Regions from separate parts of the Anas platyrhynchos genome. Here region 1 is linked to region 2. The links are chromatin contacts, called in public Hi-C maps. All regions are on one chromosome and are shown on one strand. Each heading gives the region's core, a stretch centred on a gene start, on an enhancer-like site or on the middle of the called end of the contact. The rest is flanking DNA. Distances are from core to core; before and after follow the strand shown.

The links. A called contact is a pair of places that touch in the nucleus more often than the background predicts.
Region 1: a Hi-C map of subcutaneous adipose tissue shows a contact between it and region 2, with 2.2 times the contacts expected there. The contact joins the promoter of IFIH1 here to the enhancer-like site in region 2. A contact is called at or near these places in 4 of 8 Hi-C or Micro-C datasets (liver, skeletal muscle and subcutaneous adipose tissue).

Annotation. Positions count from the first base shown.
Region 1 is chr7:18,124,514-18,129,605 of IASCAAS_PekinDuck_T2T, forward strand. IFIH1 (interferon induced with helicase C domain 1) reads right to left here and starts at 3,152. Exons shown (of 16, transcript NM_001310811.1): 1 at 2,709-3,152; 2 at 45-201. The coding sequence starts at 3,152.
Region 2 is chr7:18,051,595-18,056,536 of IASCAAS_PekinDuck_T2T, forward strand. It overlaps GCG (glucagon), which reads right to left. Exons shown (of 9, transcript XM_013106301.5): 1 at 1,532-4,942. Among named protein-coding and RNA genes, the nearest start is that of GCG, 4.8 kb to the right of the region's middle. Within about 2 kb of position 1,342, at least 1 of the 8 cell types and tissues checked has an H3K27ac peak or open chromatin away from gene starts, as enhancers often do. A contact at or near this core is called in subcutaneous adipose tissue, where this site is marked.

The sequences.
Region 1 (5,092 bases), core at 1,902-4,401, 75 kb after region 2:
GTTAAAAAAAAACACACATTATTATGGTGTAATAAGATGATTACCTCCTGTATTTCCACTTAAATCATCTGCAAGGTCTTCATGTTGTGTTTCACGCAGAGCAACCAAGAAAGGAGAGAACCAATCCTTTTTCTGCACTATTCTACTCAATAGCTCTCTTGCACCATCTCTGTTCCCACGAGTTTGAGTAACAGCACTGATCTGGTAAAAATAAAAAAAAACAACTTTGAGACAGAATTTTGGAACAGTTTAGGGAAGTTAGCAAGAATAGTGTAACTACAAAAGTATTTCCCTGTCATCACTAAAACATAGGAACAAACATATATGGTGGACCTGACAAGAATTTTACTCACCAGCAGAGTTTTACTGCATTTTTGTCCAACATCATATAGTTTCTGGTAGTATACATAAAACAAGAGATCTGAGATTTAATTGGAGAGACTGGTGGTACTGGAAATGGTTATAATAACAACCATTATATAATAATCTTTTTTAAGGAACAATAATTGGTGTTCACATTGGTTTAGGAACTAAACCAATTGCTTCTCCTTGCTTAAGGAGAAATAATGCCCTACAGCATATTAGAGCTCACACTTCATCTATAGCATGACCTCATATTTAGAATTGAACATTTCCCTTCTTAAACACTGGCTTCAACTTCCCAATTCTCACTTAAAGATATGATATAAGCACAATACAATAATACAAGATACAATACCCTGTTGAAAGTGACTACTGCCCTCAAAGAAGCTATAGAAAAGTGTTCCAAGGATGTCATGAGCAGAAGTGGGCAGGTGTTCACAACAAAGAAAAGCACTGTTTCAAAAGTGATTAAGGAGGTATTGGGGAGGCATTGGGGAGGCAAGGACAATCCCCAGACATGGACTGTATATCTCGAAACAAGACACTGGAACTCATGATAAGGAAGCGGCAGACGGACAGAGAAACAAATGTAAGGACTATAAATCTCAAAACTGGACATTGAAATTCATTATAAAGATACAACAAATGGAAGAATTAGCAACAACCAGCTCTCGCAATTAAGAAACGTGCCAATTCAGCAGATTCCTGACCAAAGGTGAGAAGTACACTGTGAGGAAGACTCAGGGTCTTCCTCCCAAAGACCCCTGCCCACGTCCCAAAGACCCCTGCCCACAATTCTTGGGAGGCTCTAGGCAGGCGCAAGGTGCCAAAAGGCTAATTAGCATGAGAAGCAAGGGAAGGCGGGGGATAGGTAATGCATATGTATAGGTGCTTGTAGAATACTGATAGATTGATTGTATAAATTCAAGACTGCTTTCCGCTTTGGGTATGCACGATAGGTGGAGAGATCCCCCGTGCATCCAGCGCTGCAATAAAGAATATACCACTTAAAGGAATTTCGGCTTCGATCTTTGAATCAAAAGTACTGCTGCTTGAGACAGGTGTTCAGTCTTCAAGGGCAATTTCCTCAAGGCTCAAGAATCATCCATACTGATATGCAAGAAAATGGGTAGGCATAGCAGCCGGCTCAAGTTTTGCCAAACAGGGTGAAAACCCCCTCACTGAGGCTGAATACAAAAAGAAGGTGTGTGGGCAGTGGGAAGAGAGAAGAGTTAAACAAAGGTGGAATATAGCAGGACCACCCTGGGATGTCATTCATTAAGAAAGCCTAGGCCCTGTCAGAATTGAAACTGGCAAGGGTCTGAAGCGTAACAACTTAAGCTGAAATACAAGCAGCATAAAGATGACCAGGGAACATGTGCACCCATTAAGGAATGGAGCCAATAGCTTCCTAAAAGATTCCTGTCTCCACCTGCTGCATTACCATGCTTGGCTCCCCAGCTCTTGAGGTGCAGCTAGCCCTTGCTGCTTCCTGACAGTCACCAATCAGATGAATTGGTGACTTACATGACTCTCATTTAACTGACATGAGCATTGAAGCACCTAAACAGTTGATGCAAAGTTCAGAGTTCAAGTATGACATAATTCTACCGTTAGTTTGTGAGCTTTTTTCTTATTTCTATGCCAAATTTATCTCTCTCTCTATATATATATATATACATTTCTTCTTCTAGTACTGTTTCAGGATATCAGCTTTTTTACTTTTTTGGTTTCAAGTAAGTTTCACACTAGTCCAGGCAAGCCATTCTTGGCCCAATGGAGTAAACACTGGCAAATGTTTTCGTCAAAGCCATTACCCTTCACTTGCTCTTTCTTGTCAAATTGCTATTTCTGCTCAGCTTCATAGTCTGCTGCTGGGTGTGATATTCCTTAGTGAACCTAAGGCAAAAAATAAAGGCGAGGGAAGGTCTTGTTTTACTTCAAATGTTCCCTAGGACTTTATAGGCCGGCACAACTTTCTGGTATGGTTCATAGGCCAAAAGACACTTAATTATCTCCTGAGCCAGGTGTCTGTCAAAATGATAAGTCACAGTAAAGTTGGCCAGACTCCTTCCACTTACATACTGGTCTATTCTAACTCTCTGCTCAAGGTATTTACTGTCTGCCCCTGGTTGTTAGCTGGCATCCCATCTGCTAGCCAACCTCTTAAGTGTTTAGCAGCTTACCTGGAGCACCACCTGTCTTCTCCCCCAGGTTTGGGTACCACCCTTTAGCTTTTTACACTTACACGAGGCCACCTCTTGCTGTGGTGCCCCACAGCTCCTGGGGGTGGCCAGAGTCTGTGGGACTGCCTGGTGCCCAGCCTGACAGAATGGGCCACTTACCCGTTCCAAGTCCTCCTCCTGGAAAATGTTCATCTGCAGGCACATCTCGGCCACCTGCCTGGCCCGCATCTTATCCACCAAGGTGGCGTGGAGAAGCTGCACCAATTGCACACAGAGGTCGTGGTCAGCCTCCTCGGTGGGCGAGGGCAGCTGGCTGGAGTTCAAGTAGCGGGCAGCCAGGTCGCAGCCGCCGTACTCCAGCGCCTGCACGAACTCAGGAAACCAACCTGGGTCGCGGGGGCCGCGCTCCACGGCGCGCAGCAGCTCCTCGGCCCCCTCCACGTCGCCCCGCTGCTCCGCCGCCACCCGCACCTTCTCCCTATCCTCCCGGCTCAGCGAGGGCAGCCTGTCCAGCACCGGCATCACCCGGATGTATTGCTTCAGCCGCGGCCTGAAGCAGGAGATCATGTAGAGGAAGCACTCGTCTCGGCACTCCGTCGACATGGTCGCGCTGGCGGTGCCCGGGACAGGGTCGGGGGGATACTGCAGGGGTGGCCGGGGAGCGCTGCAGCCGAGGTCCGCCGGCAGCCCGCCCGCAGGTCACCGCCCCGTAAGCCGGCTCCTTTCGAGCCCTTTCGGTTTCGTTTGCGGGCGGCTGCCGAGTGCGGCTGCCCAGCCCCTGGAGGGACGGGCACGGGGAAGTGTCACTCCCAAATGTTTGGAAGGAAACTTTGAACGGGCACCGTGGGTTTAAAGGCCGAGGTTTTGATTTCCAGACAGGGGTTTCTAGCGCTGCTGATTTGTGCAGCTGTGCCTTTCCAGGCTCACACCACGGCAGGCGCTAGACGCTGAGGAAGTGGGGACCCCAGGCGATTGGAGTGGTCTGCCTTCACTGTGCAGAGGGATTAGTCCCTCTGCACAACTCAGACTCGATTATAACTCCTTAAGCTTGTGAACGACACTTCAGTTTACAAAACCCGTGTATCTGATCTTATTCTGTCTCTGGGTCTTCGTCCTCCAGGCTGAACCCAAAACCCGAACTCCAGAACAGGATGAGCTGCTGCAGGCGCTATGGGTGCAGCCCAGCAGGACAGGTTTGACTGCCTGCTTCTCTTGCCCCACCCAGTAGTAATTTGTTGCTGTGAACTGTATCCTACTCAAATGAAGGCATTTAATCTGTGATTCAAATTCTGCCAGTGCCCCCAACCAGGCAAAATTAGAGGTTTTGGGTATCTTTTCGCTGGTATCCTTTGGGTATCCTTTCAGTAAAGAAATTTCTCCTAATATCTGACATAAAATCTCCCCAGCACAACTTGAGGTCATTTACCCTCATCACTTGGTGCATGGGAGAAGAGCCTGATCCCCACCTCATCACAACCTCCCTTAAGGTAATTATAAAGTACAATGAGGTCTCCCCTAAGCCTTCTCCTCTCCAAGCTAAACAACCCCAGCTCCCTCAGCTGCTCCTCACAAGACTCGTTCTCTAGACCCTTCATTAGCTTTGTTGCCCATCTTTGAAGACACATAGGGTTTTAATTCTTTCTTATGTTGTTGTATACTCATCTTGCTCCCTTAGTTTCTGTTTCCCAGTTTGTTTTACTTTCATTTTACTGCTTGCTATCCCTTCTGTTTCTCTCAAGTTTCACTCTTCATAATTTTTGATTACTGCTTTACCCAAGTTTCATCTGAAAGACTTTTGGAGAAAGCCAGTCTGCTTTCTGCCCCCCTGTACTTCTTCTGCTGTCATTACTTTCTTTAGATGACAGGCCAGGGTTTTGTTTCACATGTTGCATACATAGCAGTGACAAATAAGGCCCTGTGTATTTATACCAGAACAGTGCTTTACAGGCTCAAGGAGTTTGCAGACATCAGAAGGGAACTTATTTGGATTTAGAGGGACAAAAAGACCAACATTACTTGATGTCATTCCTGCTGCTAGGCTGAACAAGTAATGTCTGACCTGCCCTTCTGCTGTCCCCTAGCTGGATGCTTGCACTCCTGCCCGCTTTGGCCATTGCCGAGCCCTCTGTCCCTTCCAAACTGGGCTGATACCAGCCACGGGACTGATAACCACAGCCTCCAGTAGAGTGCCATGGGCAGCTCCCAGCCCAGTGGGAAACCTAACCCACGGCTGGGGGGCAGCCTCACGGCAAAGCTTAATCCTCACAAGGCTGGAGCACCTCTCGATGAAGAAAGGTTGAGGGAACTGGGCTTGTTTAGCTTGGAGAAGGCTCTGGGGAGACCTCATTGTGGCCTTCCGGTACTTGAAGGGGGCATATGTACAGGAGGGGGAACTCCTGTTTATGTCTGTTGTTAGGACAAGGGGGAATGGTTTTAAACTAAAACAGGGGAGATTCAGGTTGGTAAGTAGGAGAAGGTTTTTCATTTGGAGGGTGGTGAGGCAGTAGAACAGGTTGCCCAGAGAGGTTGTGGATGCTCCATCC
Region 2 (4,942 bases), core at 92-2,591:
TCCTGTCTATGAAGCAAAAAGTGAGATATCCCCCTTCAAGAAATTCCTACAGAATTTTAAGGACTTTTTGATATATTGTGATAATCCTTTATAAAATGAAAAAGGGCACAAAAAAAAAGAAATATAATTATCATCTATGCATCTATACAATGCATTCCAGGAGAGATATTAAATATGAAGGATTCAACCTTGAGTTTCACTTCTGCTCAAAAGTGGGAAGGGTCTGGAATCATGGTGGACATCTCACTGAACATAAATGACAGCTTATGATCCAGTCTAGAGTGGCCCATTGTCTAATCGTGACACAAAAAATACATACTACAGTACACCTTCTTGTTTTCCCTAACACTGCTCCTTGCAGCCAGCAAAGAATCTTCTTCACTGAGGTAATTTTCTGCTGGTTGACCATAGCCAGATTGGCATAGCCCATATTGTACAGCTGAAGCAGTATATAAACATAATAACCCTATCATTACAGTGGCGAACAAAATTAAACTGATCCTTCCTAGAGTTCTACCCTAAACGCCTTGTTGTATTACACACTCCCAGTACATCCACACTACAGGTGTAGAGAAACACTAGGTCTTAATACTCAGTCTACAAAATCAATTTTAGTTTTTTGGAGTGTTAGTGTGTTTTTTTCTCTGCTCTTGGATCCATGTACTAAGATTCATGGTACCATTTTGTCATTTCTAGCTAAAAAGCAAGTGACTTCTGATGCTGCTAAAAAGTTGAGAGCACTGCTTCTGAGTCTGTCATCGTTGCCTTCACTTAGTTCCTTCAGTCATTTCAGAAAGCCTTACTTGCCCTTTTTGTCTGCCTCCTTTTTAATTACTACTTCATTTTCTCTATTTTTGACATTCTCTTCCCCATGTCCTTTTTCTCCCTGCTTGTTATTGTATTATTTTCTCTCTTCCAGACGTTCAAAGTCATGGAACCCCAGTTATTGATTAGCATAGCATATACAAATTTGCATAGATATTTATCAAATTTGGCTTTTCAGACTTTTTTGTTTGAAATGATCTATTAACAACCCATCTCCATATAGCAACCTTCCCTAGGCAAATACCAGTGTAATATCTAAGACGTGGTACCAAAGGAACCAAAATAAGCCTGGAAATTACCTCATGCTCAAAATCTAATTGTCATCATGAGATGTCAATCTTACTGAGATACTTTTTTTTCAAAATTATGTTTTTAATCTGCTTTCGATTTCCAATGCAAAAGCATATTTTGAGTACAATTCCTACACTAAGTATTAAAAGGCACTCTCTCCACTTGGGCAGCTTTGCGTGTCCTGCAGGAAGGCATGTTCCCCAGCTCTGCAGTACCCCGATACGACAGCAGATGGTGATCAAAGGGCCGTTTAGATCGTGGTTTTTTTTTTTTTTTTTTTTTTTTTCGTCAGAATATGACACAGTTATTTGTTGAAATGGACTGCTACAGATGTTATCTTATTGCATGTTGAGTTAAAGATGCATGGATTTCTAAACAAAGAAAGAAAATAAAAGTAAACAAAGTAAGAAAATACCTTCCCCTCCAGGAAACAGGCACTTCTTTTCTTTTATCTCTGTATATTTTCTTGTGTCAGTTAAAGTTCCTTGTTCACAGTAGGATGATTTCAGGAAGAAAACATATGAGACTCAGTGCACCTCATTGGGCAGGCTATAGCATCTAGCAGGTCATCTAGCATCTACAAGATGACTGCCTGATTACTTGTTTTTCAAGTGATACACATACAATAAAAGGTACAGGAAAGAAGCGAACTGTCATCAAGAACTATGCACTTGTCAGTTGCCATAACTGAATCTAGAGAAATACATATTTCAAGAGCACAGCAAACAAGAAGATAGAAAATTGTAATGACTCTGTGAAACATGCATATGTACACATCCTGAACTAAGTTTTTTCCTTTCACATCATAAAATACAAGTTTGCTCCTCTGGGCAAAAGTCAAGGGCTCAATCCCTTCTGTCTTTTAGTTCATGTATGAGACAGTACTTGCAAATGAATCAGACTAAGAGACAGAATCTAAAAGTAACCCGCCTTCAGGAAAGTTGCATCTTAATGTTTTTCAGGTGTCACTTGGAGACATTAAAAAATTGGTACCTTGGGTTCACTGAATTTGGAGGTGATCAAAGTTTCCTACACCATCATCTCAGCACAAGGTAATGGCTGCTATTAGGGACAGCATACTGCACTTACTGGACCAGAAATCGGGTGGGAAATTACAGATGAGGTAAAATGAGAAGACTTCTTACCACTGAACCTAATGCCCTAGCAGCAGCAATTCCAGCTGGCGTGTTTTTTTTTTTTTTTTTTTTTTTTTTTTTTTTTCCCCATAAAAATAGGACCAATACACTGGCTAACATACTCTGAATATCATACTCTTTCAAGGATGTTTCTTTTAATTCTTTAATTGTTGGTACAAGAAAAAAATATTTAAAAACATTCAAGATTTGAACATTTTAATGAATTAGGAAGTTGCTTTTTGAAGTGAAAAAAAACCAACACTGCAAAATGCTTAAAAAAACCCCACACAATTTCTCTTTTTTTTTTTTTTTCCTGTTTGTTATTGTTCTGTTTGTTTGTTTTGTTTTGTTATTAGCACTTTTACATATAAATCTAAAGAAGATAGGAGAGAGGAGGCTGTATCTTGGGGTGTGACTAAAGGCCCACAGCCTTTTCTTTAGTACATTGCACCAAAAGCCCTTTCTCCATGAGTTCAAAAGCCTTCTCAACCATGAGTTCAGAGGCTTGAATGTGAAGACTTTTTGTTTTCTTATCTTTGCTACATGATAATCAGGCAGAATGGGCCTTCATTCTTCTTCTGGAAATTAGTACAACCTATACATGTAAACACATACAAACATAAAACATATGGAGCATAAATCTTACACACACATGTGTGTGTATGCATGTATAACACAAATGTGTACAATAAGTGTGCAACTCCATGGCTACACTTTGGAGAGCAGGAGTGGCTTTCCGAAAAGAGAGATTAGTTTAGGGTCTCCACACCTTACCACAGCATGCAACTCTATGCTCACTGCCATGGATATCTATGGGTTTGTACCTCAGGAAACAGAGTTATTGTAACTATGCAAATATCCCATACTGTCTACTGACAATAAATTGGAATCGCTCCGTTTGAAATCAATGGAGCTGCATCAATTTGCGCAAGCAGAAGAGCTGGCCAAGTATGTACTAGTTACTTTACACTCTGAGAAGACAATGTTCATAATTGAAAGTAATACCAAATGCTCTTAGCAAATACTATGAATTATTCACATTAAATATAGAGCATTCAAATGACTATGAAATGTACTAAACAGCTGTGCCTTGTAATTAGAACTGACTGGCAAACTGGAAAATATTGAATGTAGTCTGAATTTTACTTGATATCTAAGTAAAATGAGACACTAACCATGTTCTGGATCCTGGCTGGAGTTATACTTGATCTATTAACGATGTTTTCTCTTCAAACTTTTTCTTCTTTGCATACGTAGCAATCTCAAGTGAAGCAAATAATGCAGTTCCATGTTTGAGGCATGAGAAATACTATACGTTCATTGATACATACAGCATGATATTGTTCGTTGATGCATACATACGCACAACATTAGGTAAATGATGAAAATGCAGGTTTGCTTTGCACCTCTACTGTTATTCTGTAAAAGTTAACCAGGATTTATAGTGGAAACACTATACTGGAGTATATATAACACTATAGTGGAGACTTGTAAACAGCTCTGTCTGTGGCTATTTTTTCATTCAGAGAAAATACCAATGCCCTACCTTTAGCGGCTAGTATACCTTGTTTATAAGAGTCTCAAACACAACGTTTCTTTGTCTGAAGTGATATTTTTGGGTATCTTGAGTGTGAGAATATTATTGAAAAGGGAAAAGAAAATAGGGAAGCGCTCAGCATTTTCTGAAAAATGGATCCTCTAAAATGTCCTAGGGTAGAAGGCAATACTTTGAGGACTGTCTTTCATCAGCTTGGAAAAACTTGTGAAAAGCTATCATTTCTTAATTTCAAAGTAAGCTGTGTTCCAGCATTGGCTTTTACATAACATATTCTATATTTGCAGTATACACATATAATTTCTATTCATATATAAAACCAACCCTTTGTTAGCTTCAGCTTAATTCAAGACATAAGAATAAGTGTGTAAAGAAGACAGAGCCAGGCTGTTTTCAGTCATGACAAGTGAGAGTACAAGAAGTAATGGGCACAAACTGAAAACAGGAGGTTCTGTCTAGAACAACTTATTTACTATGTGAGTGAATGAGCACTGGCACAGATTGCCCAAAGAAGGTTGTGAAGTCTTCCTCCTTGGAGATATACAAAAGCTGTCTGGACATGGTCCTGGGCAACCTGCTCTAAGTGGCCCTGCTTGAGCCATCTAGATAATCTTGGATTGGACAAAAGGTCCTTTCCAACCTCAATCATTGTTTGATACTGTAATGGTAGGTTAGAAATGCCCTGCATCATTTCTAATGAATGACTGCATCATTACCTGTTATTAGCACAGGACAGCTACTTTGACATATGTTGCATATGTTTGTAAGTTTTTTTTTTTCTTTTTCTTTTTTTTTCTTTTAAGCACTCACAGTATCCTATGACATTTTTTCCCAGGTCATCTGTCCTGGTTTCAGTTAGAACAGAATTTTCTTCCTAGTAGCTGGTGGAATGCTGTGTTTTGGCTTGGGATGAGAAGAGTGCTGATAACACCCCGATGTTTTAATTGTTGCAGAGCAGTGCTTATACCAAGCCAAGGACATCTCAGCCTTTTGCTCTGCCCTGCCAACAAGCAGGCTGGGGGTGCAGTAAGAGCTGGGAGGGGACCCAGAACAGGTGACCCAAACTAGCCAAAGGGGTATTCCATACCATCTGACGTCATGCTAAACAATATATAGGGGTGGCTAGCCGGGGGAG